Linked DNA regions of Ovis aries: region 1 is linked to region 2. The links are chromatin contacts, called in public Hi-C maps. All regions are on one chromosome and are shown on one strand. The core of a region is the stretch at or near the end of the contact, and the rest is flanking DNA. Distances in the headings are between cores, read along the strand shown. Region 1 holds the start of LOC101114342 (fumarylacetoacetate hydrolase domain-containing protein 2). Region 2 holds the start of CIAO1 (cytosolic iron-sulfur assembly component 1).

Region 1 (4,989 bases), core at 816-3,315, 210 kb after region 2:
GCAAGAGACACAGGTTTGATTCCTGAGTCAGGAAAATCCCCTAGAGTAGGAAATAGCAACCTGCTTCAGTATTCTGGCCTGGGAAATCCCATGGCCAGAGAGGCCTGGCAGGCTACAGTCCATGGGGTCCCAATGAGTTGGATATGACTGAGCAAATAAGCACGCACGCATGGGCGAGAGTACAGGCTGCCTGGGGAGAGGCTGCAGGAGAGTTCAGGGGCCAAGCCTGACAGGGGCTTTCTCCTCTCTGGGTCCCTGGGCCATGACTGTCTCTTTCATTACTGGGTGCATGGTGCCTAGTACTGTGCCCGCCACGCAGCAGGCTCTCAGCTAGTCTCAGCTGAAAGCAGGAATGTCGGAGCAGGGGCTTAACTTTTCACTACTTGGGAAAGCTCGGTGATTATCCATCTCAGGAGGAGGTGCCATCCCTCCTCAAATCACTGAGAAAGTATCAACACGGCTCAGGTCCCATCTTGAGCTCTAGGCTCCACTCAAAGACAAAACCCATTCTTCTTTTTTTGTTTCTAAGTCTGGCCTCTGTTCCCAAAGTCCCTCCTCTTCTTGGTTCCGTGCTTTTAAAAGTAGCCCTTTATGCTTGGGCTTCCCAGGTGGCGCCTGAGTAAAGAACCTGCCTGCCAATGCAGGGAATGTAAGAGGCATGGGTTCAATCCCTGGGTCAGCAAGATCTCCTGGAGGAAGGCATGGCAACCCGCTCGAGGATTCTTGCCTGGAGAATCCTATGGACAGAGAAGCCTGGTGGGCTACAGCCCATGGGGTCACAGAGCAGATACAACTGAAGCGACTTAGCATGCATTATGTTCAGGCACTTGGAGGTAATCCCAGACTCCTGGTTGTCTGATGATTTGATCTGCCTTGAGAAGTTAAACACTGATTAGATCCAGGTCTCTTGTTCTGATTGCTCACTGTGCTGGCTGATGAGTTTAACCAGAAAACCAGGAGTTTAAAACCTCCCACCCTCCTACCTTACACAAGCACCTACCACGCCACGGGCAAGGGATGTTCAAGCTACAGTGTTAGCACCCAGATACTTCACACACTAAGATTAAACAGATCCCACTGAATGCCAGGTCTTACCTTAAGTGCTTTACCTGCGATGTCTGATTTAATTCTCCTGACAACTGTGGAAGGTAGGGTCTGTTGGTCCCATTTCACAGATACACAATCTACAGTAAAGTGCTGGGACCTGAATCCAGGTCCGGGTGACACTGGAGTTCTTGATTTGGGTTAACATGTCCTCGTGTCCTCGGGGTGTTAAGCATGGACACTTTAGCCCAGGGGTATTGATGAGAAACAGGAACCTCCAACAGGAGATTTGAAGGCTCAGGGACGCCCTGCAAGCCGTCAGCCATGCGCCGGGAAATTTGATCTGCTGGCTACTGCCTCCGGGAGAGAGCTGGTCACCTGCTCTCCCAGATAACCACAGGCTGACCTTCCCACGTGACAGACCCTTGCAGGTTCCCATTTCGTCCTATAGCAATCCCTCCAGGCAGAGCGCCTCATTTCACAGAAGGGGCGTTGAGGCTTCAGGTGAAGTCACCAGCCAAGGCACCTGAAAGTGGCCCCGCTGCTTCTGCGGGAATCAGCGAGCCACGGTGCCTGAGCTCAGTCCAGCTCCGGAAAAGGGTCCTTAAGCAAAAAGGCTGGGACCTGGCACGTCGCAGGCGCCATAAGCCTGCGAGACGAAGGTCTGCGCCCGGGATCGGGTGCCACTATTCACTCGTCTGGGCCCCCGCGTGGGTCCCCCAGTTTCCCTGTGTGCCTAGCTCAGTGGGCGCTCAGACGGGCCCGCCCACCCTATTAGAGTGCTCGGAGAGGCGGGGCAGCAGCGCTCAGTCCTGCCCATCCCGGGAGGCCGGGAGGGAGGCCGAGGCCCGGCGCGCCCCGCCATCTGGCCCAGATCTAACCTACCTGGCCCCCTGCGCTGTCGGGATGGGACTCGCGGGCCCGAGACCACGATCACCCGGCGCCTGAGCGCAGGTACTGAGCTCGGGAGACAGCTACCAGCCTAGAGTTCTAACAGGGTGAGCCGAGGGGCTCCCCTAAATAAGACGTCAGCGGAGGCGGGCGCGCTCTCGTGGCGTCACGGGGACAACGGCCAATGGCAGGGCGTCTAGTTCGGTGCCGGAAGCACGTTGCGGAGGGGGCGGGCCCAGCGCTGAATGGTAGGAGATCTCTTGATCCTGCAGGCCTGCTGGCGCAGACTCCATCCGCCGGGCGCTGCGTTCCCGGAGGCACTCGCTCTCGGGTCGCCCTGCGCTTGCAAGAACCTGAAAGTGGGTGCTTCCTGAAATTTTGCGCCCTGGGCCTGCCTGAGGCCCTGCATCCGGACCAGGCCCTGCTCTGATCTTTGAGCAAAACGCAGTGGAGACCAAATTATGGCGTGCCATAATTTGACAAAGACAAGCCTTCCTATTGTGCCAGATCAGTGAAGAGAGGAGGGATGTTTGTACCCTGTTTGTACCCATTTTACATCTGGGCAAACCTGAGGCCGGAAGTGTTTTACTCAAGAAGTCATATTGACCCCAAGTGCAGCCTTTTACACCTTTTTAGAGCCCTGTCTTCATATGGGCTGCACACAGGGTAGGGGAGACATAACCTCCATTATTAGAAAACAGGTATTCTAGTGGAGAGGTGGTTTAATTAAACAAACAATCTTACATTCCAGGCCTCTGGCATATGAAGACACAGGAGGGGGTCTGGGCTAGAGTCCCAACACTTAATCAAGGAGCAGACCATCAAGGGCTTTATTTGCCCTAGAAAGGAGTTTGAGCCTTATCTAATCTCACGGGAGGCCACTGGAACGTCCTCAGAGGGAGTGGGTTGCATTTGAGAAGTTTTGTTCAGGGCATTCCTGCAAGGAAAGGTGTCTGAGTAAGTGATGCAGCTGAGAGCAGCGGTGGCTTGGTGTGTGGCAGAGATGGTGAAAGTTCTGAAATGTTGAGAAGGCAGAACTGACAGCCCTCAATTTTGACAGGAGGTGGGATTAAGGGGGAAAGAGGTGTAAGGCTGACTCCTAGGTGTCTGGCCTGGTAGATGGCAGTGCCATTCACCAAGACACGGGTTCCAGGGACGCAGTGTGTCTGGGGGGAGGATGGTGAGCTCAGTTTTGGGTGGGTTGTGTTTAATGTGTCTGTCTATGGGGTCTCACAGAGTTGGACACCACTGAAGCGACTTAGCAGCAGCAGCAGCAGCAGGTTATTAAAGGGGGTCTGGAGCTTCAGCTTTTGTCTGGCTTAAAGATGCCCGTCAGCATGCATGCATGCTAAGTCACTTCAGTCGTGTCCAACTCTGCGACCCCCATGGACAGCAGCCCATATAAATGGAACATGGTGGGTGAGTGTCATGGGTGGGGGGATGTGCTAAAGAGAGCTTAGCATAACCCCCAATCAGGAGATCCACCATGTAAGGATGAGCCAGAGAGATGGAACGGAAACAGTGAGACATGGGAACTCGTAACTTCAAAAGTTAAGTAGAGAAAGGGAAGATTAAAAAAAATAGACTCAAACCAAACTTCTACTAATGTAAACTGCAATGTCTGAGATGACAAATACCCTACAAGGCAGTGTCAACATTGCAGAAAAGAAGACTGGTGGATTTGAAAACAGCACTACAAAAAGGAAAGGGCACTGCTCAAAAAGGGAGGCCCCTGACTGCGCCCACAGCAGGACTGAGTCTGCAGTGCATCCCCGCGTGCTGCCAGCATTGTTGGAAACAAACAAAGGCAAGATTCTTGCTAAGAAAATCAATGTACATATTGAGGATGTTAAGCACTCTTAAGAGCTGAGATGGCTTCCTGAAAAACGTGTGAGGGAAAAAACTAGAGGCACAAAGTCAGTGGGACTGCCTTGGCAGTTCACTATTGAAAACTCCACTCTTCTACCCCAGAGGGTTTGATTCTTGGTTGGGTAATGAAAATCGTGCATGCTGCCCGACGCAATAAAAAAATATTAAAATTATTTTTAAAAATATGCCAGCAGATCTTAGGTCTAGTGAGTTTTTTTTTTTAAACACCATTAGAAAAGACCATTTCTCTGGGAGAAATCCAAACAGCTTAATATATGTAATTAGAGGAGAGGGAAGGGGGAACAGAAAGAAAATATCTGAAGAAGTAATGACCAAGACTTTTCTAAACGTGATGAAAACTGCAAACCCAAGGTTGCCATGTCCTTCTCCAGGGGATCTTCCAAACCCAGGGATCGAACCTAGGTCTTCCACATTGCAGGTGGTTTCTTTACCATCTGAGCCACAAGGGACATGAGGAAAATGACGTCACGGCGTAGCACAAGCGAGTTAGTCCATATTAGTGATAAACGGAAAAAATTAAAAGCAGCCAGAGGACTTCTACGTCCAGAAAAATGGAGAAGCATTTGTCTTTAAGTACAACTAAAAACCTACACAAAGCAATCGTAAGACTCTGAAAAAAGATGAGCAGGCCGGCCGGCACGGGGTCTGCACAGCCACGAGGTGACACAGCCATGAATTCTCTGGGCTCTTTTTTCTCATATATCCGGACTCGGTGCTGAAAAAGCTGGCTACTGGAAATGCCAATGGGTGCAGACACAAAAAGCCCCAAGAAAATCCTGCTCTCCTTAGTCAAAGGACTGAAAAGGGACAGTCTTGCAAAACAGAAAATTTAGACAATAACTGTTGTGGCCCCCATACCCACTAGCAAAGGCGGAGTAGGAAGCCTAGATTTTCACCCTTGCCAGCCTGTAATGAAGTGCCTCAACTGTTCCCCCATGTCAGAGTGGCGAACAGGGTGGGTCAGAGAAGGGCAGGTGGGGAGCCTGAATTGTCCTCGCTGCTGGGTAGTAACAAGGTCACCCTCCACAGTGGAGGCCATGTGAGGAGCTGGAGTTCCCACTATGCTCAGTAACAAAGATCCTTGGGTGTCAGGGAGGCTGACTTAATGAAAATGAAAAATAACATATCAAAATTTGTGGGACTCTGCTAAGACAGTACTTGGAA
Region 2 (4,738 bases), core at 549-3,048:
ACACACTGCGAACAGTGAAGAGGGACAGGAATCAGTGCCAGCTAAGACCCCTGTGGTCCTTGCAAGTCCAGTCCCACTGACCCAGGCTGGCTCAGGTTCCTAAACCAGGAACATCCCTGGTGGTCCAGTGGTTAAGAATCAAAACTGCCAGTGCAACGCACACAGGTTCCAACACTGGTCCCCAGGAAGACTCCGCACGCCCTGGAGCAACCAAGCCCGTCCACCACAACTACTGAAGCCCAGGAGCTCTGCAGCCTTCACTCCAGAACAAGAGAAGCCACCACAGGAAGCCCATGCACCGCAACAAAGAGTAGCCTGCACTTGCCACAACTGGAGAAGGCCCACGCAAAGCAGCGGAGACTCAGCACAGCCAAAAATAAACACTAGAATAAAAAAAGTTCCTAAACCAGCCCTGGGGATCAAACAGGCAACAATCCTGGTCCCATCTATTTACCTCAAAGTCATCCTCATTCTTCTTCCAAATGCAAGTGGTGGCATCAAAGCTGGCCGAGGCCAGGTAATTTCCGCATGGAGACCAGGCCACCTTCCGCACGGTGCGCTGGTGGCCTTCACAAAGGACAGATTTGCAGACCCAGCTGTCACCTAAAAACAGAGGACAGGTCAAGTTCTGGAGCTGGGCCCACAAGAATGTACTGAAGCAGGAGCCATGCCATTGGGTAATAGGGTCCAGCATCAGAGCCCGGCTGGGAGGCGGAGCTCAGCAAAGTTACAGAAAGCTGGAGGCATCCTTCTGAAACAAATCTGAGGAATCACCCTCCTGATTTAACATTGTTAAGAGCACCTACATGTGTGTGTGCGTGTGCGCGCGACCGCCCTAAGTCACTTCAGTCACCTCTCACTCTTTGCGACCCCATGGACCACAGCCTGCCAGGCTCCTCTGTCCATGGCATTTTCCAGGCAAGAATACTGGAGTGGGTAGCCATTCCCGCCTTCAAGGGATCTTCCTGACTCAGGGATCCAACTGGCCTCTCTTGTGTTGGCAGTCGCCACCTGGTAAATGCCCTTGGGATAAAATTTAAACTTCTTCAACTGTTGCAAATTATTTTGAAGCCTACTTTCTTCCTTCTCTTCTCATTTTCCTGCCTCAGCAACTATCACAATTTCCCTAACAGTTTCAGTCTCTCTATTGACTCTCTCTATTGGAGAAGGAAATGGCAATCCACTCCAGCACTCTTGCCTGGAAAATCCCATGGACAGAGGAGCCTGGTAGGCTACAGTCCATGGGGTCGCAAAGAGTCGGAGACGACTGAGCGACTTCACTTCACTCACTATTGACATTTTAGCTTCTAGTAGTTGCTGACTCCTTCACCGGAAAACCCATTCTCAAAGTGGCTAAGGTTCAACTCGAAGAGAACCCCTCCATCCTCTCCCTCGGCCCGTGACCCTCGTCCAGGGTCTGCCTGCCCCGCAGGCTGCGTACTCCCCGAGACTGGCACCCACATCAAGCGCAAGGAGACCCCTTGGCGGCAGGGGTCGTGCAGCCGGATCGGGGCTTACCCTCCCTGCCCCAGATTCGGACGCTGCGGTCGCCACCGCACGAGGCCAGCAAGGTTCCCGCGGGGTTCCAGGCCAGGAACCAGCAGCGGGAGTCCGGGTGCGCCAGGATACGGCTAAGCAGCACCAGCGAGTCCTTCATGGCTGCCCGGCGCAGGAGGAGACAAAAATGAGCAGAGCCAGCCGCTCCGACAGCGGTTCTCACGGAGCAAACCCCCTCGCGCCCGACTGCCAGGGTCCACCCTGGAAACGAAGCGCCCGCTGCTTCGGCTGCGCTGCCTTCTGGGAGTTGTAGTCGTCCTTTCCCCACCCCACTCCCCCAGCCGCGGCTCCACCTCCAACGAACAGCATCACGGCACGGCCTGGAACTACCAGTCCCATGAGGCCTTGCGCAGGGAGCCGGCGGCGCGCTCGGGCTGTGTCGCGCGCTGGGAACGGGGCGGGGAGCCGGAGGAGGCGGGGTCAGAGGTGGAGGAAGCCGGAAGTGGATCGGGCCGGGGTCTGTCCGGGCGTTGCGGGTTTGGGCCCTGAGATCGCTCGGGTCGGGGTAACTGAGGAGCCCGTGACCGGGACGGAGCGACGCCATACCGGCACTGAAGCCTGCTGACTGGTGAGGATCAGAAGTCGCTGAGGGGTGGGTCGTATCTGGGCAGGGATCGCACCGCAGAGCGCCGTTCCCAGATCCTGGTTCCCCGATCCTTGCGGCCCAGCTTGGCCCTCCGCCCCTGGGCACCTTCTGGCCAGGACCCCGAGTCCGGCTCTTTCTTCCACCAGTAACGGATACCTCCGCCCGAGCCCCTCTCCCTACTGTATTCTGCCGAGGTCCAGCGGGCCCCCAGCCCTCTCCGGGTCTTCGTCCCGCACCTCCGCAGCTCCACTCCGGGGACCCCGTCCCCGCCCCCCGAACCTCTGCAGCTCTCCAGTCTCTGCTCGGCCCTTGGTCCCACCCCCATCCCCTGGGGTCGGCCCTGACCGCCTTCCTCCAGCCTCACCTGCTACGAACCCAGTACGTTGCTCTCCTCCCCCTGGACAGGCAGGCTCTGTGCGCCCCGCGGAGGTCGGCGGCTACCAGCAGCGACCGCGGAGCGACGGCGGGCGGCCCCGGACATGTACGCCCCCGGAGGCGCAGGGCTGCCCGGCGGGCGCCGGCGGAGGAGCCCGGGAGGCAGCGCTCTGCCCAAGCAGCCGGAGCGTAGTCTGGCCTCGGCCCTGCCGGGTGCCCTGTCCATCACCGCGCTGTGCACCGCGCTCGCCGAGCCTGCCTGGCTGCACATCCACGGTGGCACCTGTTCCCGCCAAGAGCTGGGGGTCTCCGACGTCCTAGGCTACGTGCACCCGGACCTGCTGAAAGGTGAGGGCGCTGCGCGCCAGCCCTCTTCTTTCTAGGCGCCCGGGCCTCCTTGGCAGGGTGCGGACTGGAGCTGAGATAGCCTGGGGTAGGCACCTGGTTGAAGGAAACAGCCCATTGCTGCCTGATGTTCTTGCCCACCAGGTGGCTCTGTTTGGGGTCCGGCCCCTTATTAATTCTGATGTTATTCAGCCAAGCACCCACTCCTCAACGCCATGGTAATCTGGACTGCTATTTTCGGCTTCTGCTGGGGGAAGGGCGCAGTATATCAGAGAGAAGATAAGGGTGCTAGGCATCACAATTACCTGTCTCCTTCTAAGGAGCCCGAGATACAGGAAGATTTTTTTTGTTGTTTTTTTGTCGGGGGGTGGGGTGGTCAGCTTGAGAAAAAGGAACTTTAAAATACGGCCAGATTTTAAAAGATGTTTGTGAGTTCTGCAGTCTTTGGATTGTTGTTAGAGAAAAGGGGAGTCTACGGTATTTTCAATAACCAGAAGTCAGTTCCATTGCCACCCTCAGTAAAACAATAGGAATTTGGCCCGTGGAACCCTCACAAGTGTGAGGGAATGAGGTAAGGTTGCTTTGTTCATTATGGTGCTTCCTGGGCAGGGAAGCAGAAGAAAGAGGAACCAGACCATCATCTTTACTGGATGCAGGGGAGGTCTGTGGCCCATCCTTCCCAGCCCTCCTCTCTGGTGATGAAGGTACAGGCTGTGTGGTATGGGGGCAGTATTGCACTGCCTGATTTTTACAGGGAAAGTGGTCAGTGGATTGCAAACAGCCCTGATTAACAGCAGAGTTCATTACCCCCAAGGCCTTTTGAACCATTCCTGAAGGTTTTCTCCTTGTGCCACTCCTGGCTGTAATTCATTCCAGATGTGTGTTGCCCCATTGTCTGTTTAAGGATTCATGTTGCCTGGGGTTTGGTGAAAAGGACAAGTTCTCTTTGAGTGCCTTGGATCATACACCACTTGTGCAGGTCGAGGCTGAAAAACCCTGTCCTGTGGCCTAATGTTATCTTTCTCTGAGAGTTCTCTCGCTGGTTTGCATTTCTCTTGAGTTTTCAAAGCTTTCGGATGATTTTGTGGAGAACAGGATGGGGGCTTCTGGTTTGTTTCCAGATATCACTGTGATGATAACTTTCACTGTGTTGGCTCACTAAGACCTATGGGCTTCCCTGGTGGCTCAGATGGTAAAGAATCCACCTGCAATCCAGGAGACCCTGGTTCGATTCCTGGATGGGGAACATCCCCTGGAGAGGGAAAGGGCAGCCCACTCCAGTATTCCTGCCTGGGAAATACCATGGACAGAGAAGCCTCACAGGCTACAGTTCCTGGGGTCACAGAGAGACACGACTTAGCAACTAACACTAACACTTACCCACTGGATGGAGACCACGTGCTATGCAGCTTTCTCTGTGGCAAAAAGCCCATCAAGCTTGAGTTGAGTCAGGGTGACTTTTCTGGTAGCACGCTCCTCAGAACTTGCCTTCTTTGAGGCACAGCTGCCACTTTGGGCTGCTTCATCCAGACCTTGGCGGCTGATGCCCTTGGTGGTCGGTATTTCAAGTGCTTGATGTCGTATCAAAACCGGGAGTGTGCGTGCATGCTCAGTTTTGTCCTACTCTCTGTAACCCCACGGACTGTAGCCTGCCAGGCTCCTCAAGAATACTGGGGTGGGTTGCCATTTCCTTCTCTAGGGAATCTTCCCGACCCAGGGATCGAACCCGAATCTCCTGCGTCTTCTCCAGTGGCAGGCGGACTCTTTACCGCTAGCTTCCTGGAAAGCCCCCAAGCTGAAAGGGAATTCATGATGCCGCTCTATTTCAGGTTATTCCTAGGAAGGCTTCTAAAATTCCTGCAATGGAGGGAGGGG

The links. Hi-C and Micro-C count contacts between places; a contact is called where the count stands out from the background.
Region 1: a Hi-C map of muscle shows a contact between it and region 2, with 3 times the contacts expected there. The contact joins the promoter of LOC101114342 here to the promoter of CIAO1 in region 2. A contact is called at or near these places in 3 of 16 Hi-C or Micro-C datasets (blood, hypothalamus and muscle).

Annotation. Positions count from the first base shown.
Region 1 is chr3:104,306,399-104,311,387 of ARS-UI_Ramb_v3.0, forward strand. It overlaps LOC101114342 (fumarylacetoacetate hydrolase domain-containing protein 2), which reads right to left and starts at 2,066. Exons shown (of 9, transcript XM_012173857.5): 1 at 1,930-2,066; 2 at 1,096-1,139.
Region 2 is chr3:104,096,982-104,101,719 of ARS-UI_Ramb_v3.0, forward strand. CIAO1 (cytosolic iron-sulfur assembly component 1) reads right to left here and starts at 1,799. Exons shown (of 7, transcript XM_004006167.5): 1 at 1,519-1,799; 2 at 455-603; 3 at 1-5. The coding sequence starts at 1,657. TMEM127 (transmembrane protein 127) reads left to right here and starts at 1,980. Exons shown (of 3, transcript XM_060413978.1): 1 at 1,980-2,125.